3 separate regions of the Pan troglodytes genome follow, and regions 1 and 2 are each linked to region 3. Evidence: chromatin contacts called from public Hi-C data. All regions are on one chromosome and are shown on one strand. Each heading gives the region's core, a stretch centred on a gene start, on an enhancer-like site or on the middle of the called end of the contact. The rest is flanking DNA. Distances are from core to core; before and after follow the strand shown. Region 1 has its middle 39 kb from the start of RBBP6. Region 2 overlaps PRKCB (protein kinase C beta). Region 3 holds the start of CACNG3 (calcium voltage-gated channel auxiliary subunit gamma 3).

What was found. Hi-C and Micro-C count contacts between places; a contact is called where the count stands out from the background.
Region 1: a Hi-C map of induced pluripotent stem cells shows a contact between it and region 3, with 2.8 times the contacts expected there. The contact joins the enhancer-like site here to the promoter of CACNG3 in region 3. A contact is called at or near these places in 3 of 7 Hi-C or Micro-C datasets (induced pluripotent stem cells and stem cell-derived neural progenitor cells) and 1 of 1 other capture datasets (stem cell-derived neural stem cells).
Region 2: a contact with region 3 is called in a Hi-C map of induced pluripotent stem cells, with 2.7 times the contacts expected there. The contact joins the enhancer-like site here to the promoter of CACNG3 in region 3. A contact is called at or near these places in 3 of 7 Hi-C or Micro-C datasets (induced pluripotent stem cells and stem cell-derived neural progenitor cells) and 1 of 1 other capture datasets (stem cell-derived neural stem cells).

Annotation. Positions count from the first base shown.
Region 1 is chr18:27,113,664-27,117,823 of NHGRI_mPanTro3-v2.0_pri, reverse strand. No RefSeq gene overlaps it. Among named protein-coding and RNA genes, the nearest start is that of RBBP6, 39 kb to the left of the region's middle. Within about 2 kb of position 2,068, at least 3 of the 24 cell types and tissues checked have an H3K27ac peak or open chromatin away from gene starts, as enhancers often do. A contact at or near this core is called in induced pluripotent stem cells, where this site is marked.
Region 2 is chr18:26,671,592-26,675,772 of NHGRI_mPanTro3-v2.0_pri, reverse strand. All of the region lies in intron 5 of PRKCB (protein kinase C beta), which reads right to left. Among named protein-coding and RNA genes, the nearest start is that of CACNG3, 200 kb to the left of the region's middle. Within about 2 kb of position 2,487, at least 10 of the 24 cell types and tissues checked have an H3K27ac peak or open chromatin away from gene starts, as enhancers often do. A contact at or near this core is called in induced pluripotent stem cells, where this site is marked.
Region 3 is chr18:26,869,747-26,874,262 of NHGRI_mPanTro3-v2.0_pri, reverse strand. It overlaps CACNG3 (calcium voltage-gated channel auxiliary subunit gamma 3), which reads right to left and starts at 2,508. Exons shown (of 4, transcript XM_016929639.4): 1 at 1,119-2,508. The coding sequence starts at 1,329.

The sequences.
Region 1 (4,160 bases), core at 819-3,318, 240 kb before region 3:
TGCTGTCTCTACAAAAATACAGACACACACAAAAATTAGCTGGATGTAGTGGTGGATGCCTGTAATCCGTGCTACTCAGGAGGCTGAGGCAAGAGAATCGCTTGAACCCAGGAGGCAGAGGTTGCAGTGAGCTGAGATCATGCCACTGCACTCTAGCCTGGGTGATAGAGCAAGTCTCCATCTCAACAAAACAAAACAAAAAACAAAACCAAAATAAACAACCAGCTCTCATGAGCACTCACGAGCAGCACCAAGGGGGAAATCCACCCCCATGATCCAATCACCTCCCACCAGGCCCTGCCTCCAACATTGGGGATTACGATTTGGCATGAGATTTGGGTGGGGACATGGACCCAAACCATTTCAGGGGCATAAATCAAGACTCCTGGGGCTGAGTATGGTGGGTCATGCCTGTAATCCCATCACTTTGGGAGGCTGAGGAGGATGGATCACTTGAGTCCAGGAGTTCGAGACCAGCCTGGAAAACATAGCAGGACACCATCTCTACAAAAAGTAAAAAAATAAAAAATTATCCAGGCATGATGGTGCACACCTGTAGTCCCAGCTACTTGAGAGGCTAAGGTGGGAGGATGGCTTGAGCCCAAGAGGTTGAGGCTGCAGTGAGCCAAGGTGGTACCACTGCATTCCAACCTGGGTGGCAGAGGAGACCCTGACTCAAAACAACAACAACAACACGAAACAAAACAAAACAAAAACTCCAGTTTCCTCTTATATGGTTGTAGCAGGAAGAAGTGGGGGAGGAGGTGTGTGTGTGTGTTTAAACCTTTTTTTTTTTGGCAAGCACACATGTGCACAACCCAATATACACATCACGCTTACTTCTCTTTTCTTGGGGTAAGCCCCAGCATGACCAACCTCGGGCAGGTCTATTCTTCTCTCTGGGCCTCATTTTCCTTATCTGCTCAATGAAGCTGATGGATACAGCACTTTCCAAGGAACCTTTTCACAATAACATGTTCTCAACCAGTGTGCAGGTATTCCCCTCCTAGGGAGACATTCCTTGCATCTTTCCCACACACATGGCCCTGCACGCACACACAGACACAGAGCTGCAGTGTGTGCACATCTATCCCACACTCTGTCCCTCCAAGCCTTCCTACCCTGGACTATCTGGACTAGTAAGGAATGAAACAAGAAACACAGGGTCCGGGTCGTGGTGGTGAGGGTGAGGGAGGCAGAGTCCCAAAGGCCTGTTCTCACCCTTAGGAGGTTCTGGGGCAGGAGGTCTGGGTCACATTCTTGGGCAGATGCTGGAGGCCAGCTCTGCCCTAGTCTATGATCGAGGCCAGGCACTCTTTGAACTGATGGATATGGGGAAGCAGTACTTTTGAGCCCTCTCTAGACCCAGCTTTACCCCTACAAGCTCTGCAAATCACTTCTTAGTATTTGACTTATTTTTTTTTTAAATTTAGAGATCAGGTGTATCAGTCCGTTCTCACACTGCTATAAAGAAATAACTGAGACTGGGTAATTCATAAAGAAAAAAGGTTTCATTGGCTCATGGTTCTGCAGGCTGTACAGGAAGCATGGCTGGGGAGGCTTCAGGAAACTTACAATCATGGCAGAAGGCGAAGGGGAAGCAGTTTCCTCTTATATGGTTGGAGCAGGAGGAAACAGGGGAAGAGGTGCTACACAATTTTAAATGAGCAGCTCTGGTGGTAAGTCACTATCATGAGAGCGGCACCCAAGGGGAAATCCCCTCCCATGATCCAATCACCTCCCACCAGGCCCCACCTCCAACATTGGGGGTTACAATTCCACATGAGATACGGGTGGGAACACAGACCCAAACCGTATTACCAGGTCCTGCTTTGTTGCCCAGGCTGGAGTGCAGTGGCATGATCACAGCTCATTGCATCCTCAAACTCTCAGATGCAGAGATCCCCCCGCCTCAGCCTCTGGAGTAGCTAGGACGACAGGCATGCACCATCACGCTCGGCTAATTCTTAGTATTTCTGAAAGCATGGGTAGCAGTGCGTGTGTAGAGGAAGGAAGGCTGTAGAGGGCTGGTGTTCCCCCGCTGTTCCTTCTCCACAGGAGAAATTGAGTTGGGTGTGTCTAATCCCAGCTTGCCAGCTGAGGGCGCTTCTGTTCTGTAATTCCACCACCCTGGCCTTGGTGAGCCGAGTACAATTTCTTATCCCAAAGATAGGCCTAGGAGCAGGTTCTTTTTCACTCAAAGTGAGGGAGCCTTCAACACAGACCATAGCCAACACAGACCAGGCATGGTGGTGGGCGCCTGTAGTCTCAGCCATCAGGAGGCTGAGTCGGGAGGATTGCTTGAGCCCAGGAGGTAGAGTCCAGTCTGGGCAACATAGGGAGACCCCATCTCTTAATAAACAAAAAACACCAGCCTGGGCAACATGGTAAAACCCTGTCTCTACTAAAAATACAAAAATTAGCTGGGCACGGTGGTGTACGCTTGTAGTCTCAGCTGCTGGGGAGGCTGAGGCAAAAGAATCACTTGAACCCAGGAGGCAGAGGTTGCAGTGAGCCGAGGTCAAGCCACTGCACCCCAGCCTGGGTAAAAAAGCCAGGCTGTCTCAAACAAAACAAAACAAAACAAAACAAAACAAAACAAAACAAAACCACCCCAAAATCAAGCAAACAGAAAACAAAAACAAAACAAAAAATACCCACAAGGTTTAGGCTGCCGCCCATCTTTCTTTGACGGTGAGGTGGAGATTGGGAGGAGAGAAAGTAATCATTTCTTGCCTATGGGGTAATAGGGAATGCAAATTCTCATCCCTTGACTTGAGTTGGGTTCCCTAGCAGCAGATCCTAAGATGGAAACCAAGAATTCTCAGGAGGAGATGAGTGAGGAAGCAGGATAAAACAGTACAGAAAGCTCACTAATGCCACAGGAAGCAAAATGACAACACAGAGCTGGTCCCCACTTAAGGCCAAGGGGCTGGCCCCATTCCCGTGGGTTATCGTCCGAGGTCTGATCCCAGGAGGTGTGGGGGCCATCATCTAGTGGTTCCTTTCTGCCCAAGGGCTGTGCATTAGTTTGGAAGGCTGCTGAAACAAAGTACCACCACCTGGATGGCTTAAACTACAGACATTTATTCTCTAATAGTTCTGGAGGCTGGAAGTCCAAGTTCAAGGTGCCAGCAGGGTTGGTTCTTTCTGAGGGCCATGAGGGAGAGTCTGTTCCATGCCTTTCCCTCAGCCTCTGGTGGTCTGCTGGCAATCTTTGGTTTCGCTTGGCTTGTAGAAGCACCACTTCAATCTGTCTTCTTTTTTGAGGCAGGGTCTTGTTCTGTCACCCAGGTTGGAGTGCACTGGCGCAATCATGGCTCACTGCAACCTCTGCCTCCCAGGCTCAAGTGATCCTCCTGCCTCAGCCTCCCGAGTAGCTGGGACTACAGGCACGTGCCACCATGCCCAGCTAGATTTTTGTGTTTTTGGTAGAGATAGGGTTTCACTATATTGCCCAGGCTGGTCTCAAACTCCTGAGCTCAAGTAATCCACCCACCTCAGCCTCCCAAAGTGCTGGGATTACAGGTGTGAGCCACTGCGCCTGGCCCTCTACCTTCATTTTTACCTAGCAGTGTGTGTGTGTGTGTGTGTGTGTGTGTGTGTCTGTCTGTCTGTCTGTGTCCAAATATCCCCTTTTTATAAGGACAGTGGTGGTCCTAGTCTGTTTGCATTACTATAAAGGAATACCCAAGGCTGGGTAATTTATGAAGACAAGAGATTAATTTGGTTCACAGTTCTGCAGGCTGTACAGGGAGCATGGCATTAGCATCTGCTTCTGCTGAGAGCTCAGGATGCTTCTATTCATGGCAGAAGGCCAAGGGGGAGCTGGTGTGTGCAGAGATTACATGGTGAGAGAAGAAGCAAGAGAGGGAGGGAGGTGCTGGGCTCTTTGTAAGAATCACTTCTCAACTTATTACTGGGAGGATGGCACCAAGTCATTCGTGAGGGATCCACCCCCATGACTCAAATACCTCCCACTAGGCCCCGCCTCCAACACTGGGGATCACATTTCAACATGAGATTTGGAGGAGACAAATATCCAAACTATATCCATGGTTATATTGGATCAGGGCCCTAAAGACCTAATGATATAATTGAAGTTAATTATCTCTTTAAAGGCCCTCTTTCCAAATAAGGTCACATTCTAAGATATTGAG
Region 2 (4,181 bases), core at 1,238-3,737, 200 kb after region 3:
GCAAAAGACCGTGAAAGTTTCTATTCATCTTTCAAAGTAGAAAATAGACAAAGCGCCCACCAAGCTGAGTCCTAGCAAGGGGCAAGCCATCAATAAACGTTAGATCTCTGCCCCGTCCAGAACTAAGTCCACTGCCTTTGCCTCTGTGAAGCCTATCACAACCCCATGGGTTGGAATTAACCTCTCATCCCCTGGCACCTCCCACAGCATGTGCTTCCTACTCCATTATCTCTTCACCAATCCCCCCTTTTATAGTGAGCTCTCTCTTCTTCTCTCTTAGTAGGGCTATGAAATACTCAGTGTGTAAAGAATCATATTCATTCCTACAGCCATCCAGTATCTAGCAAATGACCTCCCATACAGAAGAGATTAAAGAATAAGTGAATGAATGAATGAATGAGGTATGAAAGGAAAGCTCTTTGTGTTCCCCAGGAAAGCTATGCATTAACAGCCTGCGTTTAGAATCAATCACATCTGCATTTTTAATTCAAATCCCATCGCTCCCTAGCGATGGGACTTTGGGCAAGTGAATTCACCTCTCTGAGCTGCATTTTTCCCTTCTGTAAAGCTGAAATAGTAGTAAGTATGGGATAGTATTATTTCATAGGGCTGACATGGGGATCTAATGGGACCAAAGAAGCACTGTTGGCCCTTCCCATTCCCAAAAGTGTGCCTGCCAGAGAAGGGCAGAGTCTGAACAATCCAAGATAAAGATCTGCAACTATATAACACTTGTTGACAAGGTCCTGTCTTTTTCTTGTTTAAATTTTTGTTTTCAACAAATATTTATTGAGCCCTGATCATAGACACCCACCACAACCATCACCTTCCATTTTATTGGCCATAAATAATCAGGGAAAGACACGTTTGAATCTGCTCTTGGGGTAAGGGCTGGATCTGGCCCCTGTGCATGCACCACGGTCCCAAGACTCACCGATAGCAAGGCTATGGAAATAGGCTGTGTTCATCTGTTTGCGTTGCTCTCAAGGAATACCTGAGGCTGGGTACTTTATAAAGAAAAGAGGTTTATTTTTGTTCATGGTTCTGTAGGCTGTCCAGGAAGCATGGTGCTGGCATCCACTTCTGGTGAGGGACTCAGGAAGCTTCCAATCATGGTACAAGGAGAAAGGGGAGCCCGTGTATCACATGGCAGGAGCGGGAACAAGAATGAGAGAGGGGAGGTGCCAGACTCTTTTAAACAACCAGATCTCTAGTGAACATGGAGCGAGAACTCGTTTAGGTGACATGGAGCGCACCAAGCCAGGCATGAGGTGTCTGCCCCATGACCCAAAAATGGCCCAAGCACCTCCCACGAGGTCTCACCTCCAACACCGAGGATCACATTTCAACATGAGACTTGGTGGGGATAAAACATCCACACTGTATCACAGGTATTTTGCATTCACTTTTAGACCCCATGCCTGGAGACCCAGTGGGCATTGTTGCCCCTATTCAAGAACGCTGGAGACAAGACATCTCAATCCCAATGTCAGTCTGCCCATCATCTTTCTAGGGGAACCTGTATGACCCACAAGTCCCATAAGCTGCCTCTTGAACTAGTGACAGGCAGAGATGGTGATTAGCCCAGGTCAGTCTGATGCCAGGAGGTATGGATGAGGAAGCTGGGGAAATCATGGCCAGAGCCAAGGAGAACCCCAAGGGAGAGGCTGGCAGTTTCAGAGAGGAAAAGAGAAAGAAGATGTGCACTTACTGCAAGGCTGAAAGAAAGCACACCCATCCCTGAGTTGAAATCACCATTTTAATTTCCAAATTCTCAATTCGGCAAAGTGGTTAAGGGGCTGGGTGTTAGATGCAAACAGACCTGGGACCAAACTCCAGTTCTGCCACACAGAAGCCAAGTTGACCTTGAGCAAGTCAATTAACCTCTCTGAGCCTCAGTTTCCCCTTTTGTCAATGGAGACAAAATGGGTTGATGCAGGTAAAGAGCCCAGCACTGTGTCTGGCACTTAGTAGGCTGTTGTAGTGCAGGAAATTTATATTTAGAGAGAGAGAGAGACTGAAAGGATTCTGTCAAGCAAACAGCATTGCACACCACACACCCCTACAAAACTAGAAGAAATAAGCAGAAAGATGCACTGGAACATCCTTTGGGACTGCTGGCTCTTTGTGGATATGACTACTTGTCCTTCTCCACCAACCATTCCATGATTTCAGATTGGTTCACTTTTCTTTCCCCAATTTGAAAGCCTGCTTAGGTCGGGATTTCTCCAACAACGGGCTAAGACAGTGGATTCGTCTGGAAAGAAGAAATGAAATCAAAGGAGCATTGATCCTCGATGGGGGGAACAGGCTCTCAGCTCTTATTCCAAGTCCCTGTGAAGCCACATTCTCTGAGCTGAAGCAGGCATCCAGCAAGGGCCAGAGAAGCCAACGTGAAAGCCCAAACCCAGCCATCCGTGGCTGCCGCATGCAGCTCGTCAGGGGAGGAGGAACAGACAATAGCAGTCAGTTCCAGGGCCATCTCCCTTCCTTCCCTAGTGCTTCTCAGAACCCAGCAGGCAGCTGATGAGGACTCAGCAGCGGCTGACAGCCCATCTAAAGCTCACTGTCTCTCCAGCTTCCAATCACCAGGTGTCTGAAGGGGTTTCAGAGCAGTCAGCTTCTGCCCTCATTAAGAGGCCTTTGGTGGGTGGAGAAGATGATTGTGAAAGGAACTGTCAGCTTCATTAGGCAACTCAGAGGAGGGGTACAGAAGTCCCCAGAGCTCTGGCCTCCTGGCCTGTGCCCAAGAGGGCCCCTCATTTGCATCTCATTTGCATTGCATACTGAACGGGACCCCCAGCTTACACTTGGAGAAATTGTCATGAGCTAAAGAGAGAGGCTGCCATCGGGTTTGTGGCAAATGATCCTGGGGGAGGAGGATCCACAAAGCAAGCCTACACAACAGTCTCTGCCCTCCAGGAAAACAAGACCTCAATCAGACCACAGCGATGCAGACAGATGCAGACCACACTATTCTGGGATGGATGACCAACTAAATAAAGCCATGTTTACATCATGCACAAGGCCAGACAGAGGGAAAATTCCAAATGTTTTCAAGAGACTGTTAGAACGATTCGTGCTAATTGCATGCAAGTCTTGTACTATGAATGTCAAACTGCACCAGCATCACATAAATGAGCTGTCAACGGCTTGGTCAGCGTTCCCACAGAAAAGAACCTTTTCCTCCCTCTCAGAATAGTTTGATTGATACACACACAGCTCCCCTTCTTGGGAAAGGGTTTTTAATTTATTGTCCAAAAGCCACAGGTTTCCCCAGTATCCCTAAAGGATTGTCTCTTCATATAAAATAGGTGCTAAGATCTCCATATTAAGACAAACCTGGGTTTAAATTCCAGCACCAGCACTTATCAGCTATATGAATCTGGCCAAGTCATTTAATCTTTCCGAGCTTCAGTTGTCTCCTCTACAGAATAGGGACAATAGTCACATCTATCTCATAGGGAGTAAATGATATCATGCATATAAAAATGCTCTACAAAAGACAAAGTTAAGAGATACTGCCTACCATTGGGAAAGCAAGAAATGGAGTTGCAAATACATAACTTAAATAGCCAGGTTCAGTGGCTCACACCTGTAATCCCAGCACTTTGGGAGGCTGAGGCATGAGGGTCACTTGAGGCCAGGAGTTTGAAACTAGCCTGGGCAACATAGCCAGATCCCATCTCTATTATAAAATTTTTAAAAATTTGGCTGGGCATGGTGGTGTGTGCCTGCAGTCCCAGCTACTCAGGAGGCTGAGGCAGGAGGATTGCTTGAGGCCAGGAGTTTGAGGCTGCAGTGAGCAGTGATTGTGCCTCTGTACTCCAGCCTGAGTGATACAGTGAGAACCTGTATCTAAAATAAATAAATAAAACTTAAAGGAACTATTACAACTACTAGAGTCACAATAATGGATTCCCATTGGACTAAGAGAAAAGACAAATTCCCTCCCAAGAATCACATAGCCCTCAGCAGCTGCCTCTCTGTTTCCTCCGCTTTCCTCTCCTGCTCCCTCCCCTTGACTTGCCCCACTTAGACACACGAGCCTCCTTGCCGTTTCTTCAAGCACACCGAACATGCTCATGGCACAGGGCCTTTGCACCAGCTGTTACTGTGCCTGGAATGCTCTTCTGCCAGGGAGATGCATGGCTCCCTCCTTCATCTCCTTTGAAAGTCTT
Region 3 (4,516 bases), core at 1,259-3,758:
ACCAATGGCAAGCAGGGGAGGGGACCATACAGGAAACGCAGATTTCCTTGCCCACCACTGTGACAAGCTTCACAGATTTCTCGGAAGCCTAAGAAAACCCCTACTGCCCCTCTAATCCAGTGACTTCCGTCAGGCACATAGGCTCCAAAGAGCTTTGATTTTCTTCCTTATCTTTCTATTTACTCCCAGTGATATCCAAGCATTGCCTACTGGTGCTGAGAGTGACTTCTGGTGTGGTGAAAGCAAGTTTAATAGTGTGATAGGCTACAAAAGGGCTTTATATTTTTAAATTGCTCTTTCTTCTTCATTATAATTTATAACTACTCCCTAATTTTTAGAACTAGAAATGACAAACTGCAATTCTTGGAGAATCAGTCTTTTGTAAATGTCATGGAAATACCTTTTTAGGGGTTTGGGAATGATTTAGGAATGAAGACAGGTGGATACAAAATACCAAGACTTCAGTTTTGTTGTGATCCAAACTAATAAAACATGTATCAATAAGGATTTTTTCTTAAAATGTGTGCATAGGGTGTGGGTGGGAGTAGGGGTTTACATGTTACCCTGTTACTGATTGGCAGTGGAAGTTGATGACAATATCTAGTTAGAGCAAACTCAGGAGAAACTGATAAGTCTATGTTGAGAAATAATGAAATAGCTCAGAATGTGCCAGACCAGGTCAGGATCTCTCTCTCTCTCTCTCTCTCTCTCTCTCTCTCCTCACTTCCTTCCTCTTGTCCCTTCTCCTCCCTTCCCTCCCGCTCCCTTCGAAATCCAATTTAAGCAGGGTTAAAGACCCCATCTCAAGCCAGAGATCCAAGCAGTTGACAATATGCCTAGGGATTTTGGATTTGAAGACTTTTCTAAACTGCAGAAGCTGCCTAGAGTGTGACAAAAATCTCATCTCATGAAGCTTATACTAAAAACAATCAACAAGACCCAACCCCTTTAACCCACATGGCGTCAGTCTTGCTGTTAACAGAGTCTGGTCACCTGCACATTCTCAGCAATAATTTGAACTTCTCTTCTTTCCTTATCACCATTTCCATCTCCTCCAAACACCCACCAGAATATCAGAACTGGATTATTCAGAGCTATTGAGAGGAAATTGTAAATACCTTCTAGGCAGCAGGTCCTCCACAGCCCCGAATGGGTCATTACTTCTTCATTCTTCCTGCTGGTTTCATTATCACTTGTAGATTTAGTCCTGCACACACCTCTGGAATATAACCAGTAGTCCGTGCCCACTGCAATGGTCATTAAACTAAAAGCGGCAAAGGCTCCTACAGTGGTGATCAACATCTGGATACCTCTGTCACACATCCTCATAATTCTTCATGGTACTCTGGACGGCTGGGGGTTGGAGGGGGAGAGTCAGTGCCGGAGGGGAAAATCACTCTGCAGCCGGGTAACCTAGTACAGGCTCTTCCAAAAATTCAGGTCTCCTTTTGTCAGCATCCACAGGGACTTTGGGAAAGCTGGGATTTCCTTTCTGGAGCTCTCTCCAGTTCCCTGGGTCGCCTATGGCCCTGGGAAGGGTGCAGGCTCCGGGGGGTTGGTCCGCATCACTGCTGCCTTCTGAGGGTCCCTGGGTTCCTTTCATTCCTCAGGAGCGTGGTAAAGACGAGGGTCCGTGCAGGGCATGGCTCCGGAGCCTGGAGCTGCCAGCTCGGTTTGAGATGCGCCTGGCTTCTCACAGCCCCGGGAGACTCAAGGCAAAGAAACCCAGAGAGGTCTCTGTGTGAGTGTGTGTGTGTGTGCGTGCGTGCGTGTGTGTGCGAGCGCGTGTGCTGGGGGTGAGGGCGGATGGCAAAAAATAGCACTGCTGGGAGGCGAGCCGCTGAGAAGAGTGTTCACTGCTTCCACAGCCTCGCAGGAAAGCTCTCCGCCTGCTCCCGACACCCCCGCTCAAACTGGAGAAAAGACAGAGTCCTGGGGCGGGGGCCGGCTGGTTTCCCTGGGGGCGCCAAGGTCCGTGGTGCTGAAGGGACAGCTCCCCGCCTGTTGCCCCGCCTCCGCCGTCTTAACGCCTAGGCTTTAAGGTCCGTGGTGCCGAAGGGACAGCTCCCTCATGCAGCTGCACACCGCCGCCCGGGCTAGAAACCCGGGGTGCTAAAGGGTCTTTCTTCCCTCACCCCGCCCTTCCCCCGTTCCTTCCCGGGTCAGCCAGCCGGCTCGGCTCTGCCCAGTCAAGCCCACTCTCCGCGCAAAGTTTCTGGAGCCGAGGACAGTCAGCGCCCTGGCTCCTGGGCGCTGCAGCACGACCCGGTTCCTCCGCTCTAGGAAGGGTTAAGGAAAGGGGAAGGGGAGCGAAGCCCGTAGCGCACTCTGGCGCTCCCTCAGCACCCACCCAACGCGGCATTCTTCAATCCTCCCTTTCACCCCATGAGCCAGGCAAGTTTGCCTTTTGCTGCGGGCACCACTGGAGCCCATTGGGGAAAAAGAACACCCGAAAGACCGAGTCTTCTTAAAGGCACCGGCAGCTCTGGAGACGGCTCTATGGCTCGCTTAGGCGGGCAAAAAGTGTTGTCACAATCACATCTGTGTAGAGTCTGTCTCAATTTGGTTCCCCAGCAAACAAACCAATATGTCTACCCTCCTTTCTCTGGAGCTCTGGTTTACACCGGAGACAACCTGCTCAGATCAGACCCGGAACTGTTCATATATACATGATCATGTATTCCTAAAAGATGGAAGAAGCTAAATATATATAGACTCTGTCATACACATATTAGGGACCTTGGGCAAAAGACTATAAGATTTTGGCCTTTGAATATGCCTTTTATACATTTTAACATATCTACATCGAAGGGGGTGATGGATTCATGGTGGGAGAGTCACTGAAAATGTCAGATTTTGTTCAAAGGTCTCTGAGATATTCATTTGTTAACATTGTTATCTAAGTGAGACCATGAAGCAGGTGAAGTTAGGTCTGCTTTGCTTGTTAGTCCAAAGTGCAAATGGCATTGCACACCTGAAAGCTCTCTTCCTTGGAAATAGCCAGTATTGCAAAGGACCAGCATTTAACCAGCTTTTTATTACTATGTATTCTGGCATATGCATGGGCACACACCGAGTTGACTAGAAACAGCCCACAGAAATGCCCTTATTATTTTTTTTCTTATGGCATCCTGGGACTGATATCCAGAGGTCAGATAGTTGGAAATGAGGCTGCTTGGGTTGTTTCCACAGTTCCTGAGATGTGTCCGCAACCAACTGTCATGTTTGAATGTTATTTAGCTGGACAGAAATATAACGGGAGGTAATCGCAGACACACATACTCCCCTGGTGCCATCTCTGGCTGCCTGGGAACTTCTATTCAGGTGACTGGGTAGCAGGAATATATTGAAGGGTTCGCAAATGCAGCTCACAACTTCTTGGTGACTTTGCTACTTTCATTTTGGTGTTAAGACTGAAGACTTTATTCTGGTGTTAGATAAATACTCATGTGCAGGAGGAAGTTTGAATGTATAGCTGTGGAGTGATTGTGTTTGAATGCTCACCTGTGCTATGTTCAGTTTAGTTATAAATTCTGAATGCCTGTGAATCCGTCATAGAAGTAAAGCAAGTATGTAAATGTATGTTTGTACCTGCAGACAGTGTTATGGACCATGTGAACATATTTGCTGCAAATGCCTAGCATTTTTGCTATGCATATGCATACATATTTGCACATGTATGTGTATGCATGCACGTGTGTAGGTATAGTATAGATTTGAATATGTAGGTGTGTATACCTATGAGCATTTAGTTGCATATGCATGTGTCGTGGTTCAAAAACACTGATTTATGGACAGGAGGTAGAAATACTGAAATCTTGCCACATAATCCACAATGGAATGGATAAACTTGGGGCCAGCACCACAGCCATACTCCAGAAGAATGACAGAAGATAGTCGGGAGAGGATACACGAGGGCCCCTACAAGTTTCTTAGTGTCATTTTCTTTCCTGAAATGAAAATTTGCATCTTAATAAAAATATCCTGCCTTGATTGTTATTACCTTTCTTTTTTAAGGGAAAGCCATATGTAACATGGAGGTGAGGTTGGTATTTCTTGGGAGGGATTAATTCAGTTAGCAAAAATTTCCCTCCCCACTCTCAGAAAGTTAAATAAGATGAAATAATTACTAATGATCAAAGCAGTCATTTCAGGATCTGTTTGATTCTTCTCTTGCTTGGATAGAAGTGAGAAAGGTCTTCTTTCAAAGAAGGACCATGTTGATGAAAGGTGAGTGAGCTTCGGGCTAAGGGACAGTATGCCCCAATCTCTCCATTTACCAGACCCACAGTGGAACAGCAGCATCTTCATCTCCACCCACTTAGCTCTACAACAGAAGCGCAGACAAGCAGAGTATGGTGCCCAGGGGCCTAGCAGAAGGATAGTTGGGGGAAAAGGATCAGGAGCTCAGGTAGATGAAGGTAACAATTATGGGTCAGGATGCACCCAGTTTTGCTGAATAAGAGAAAGGGATACATGTGATAAAACTGGAGCTTTGTCCTCAGCCTCTGACTTG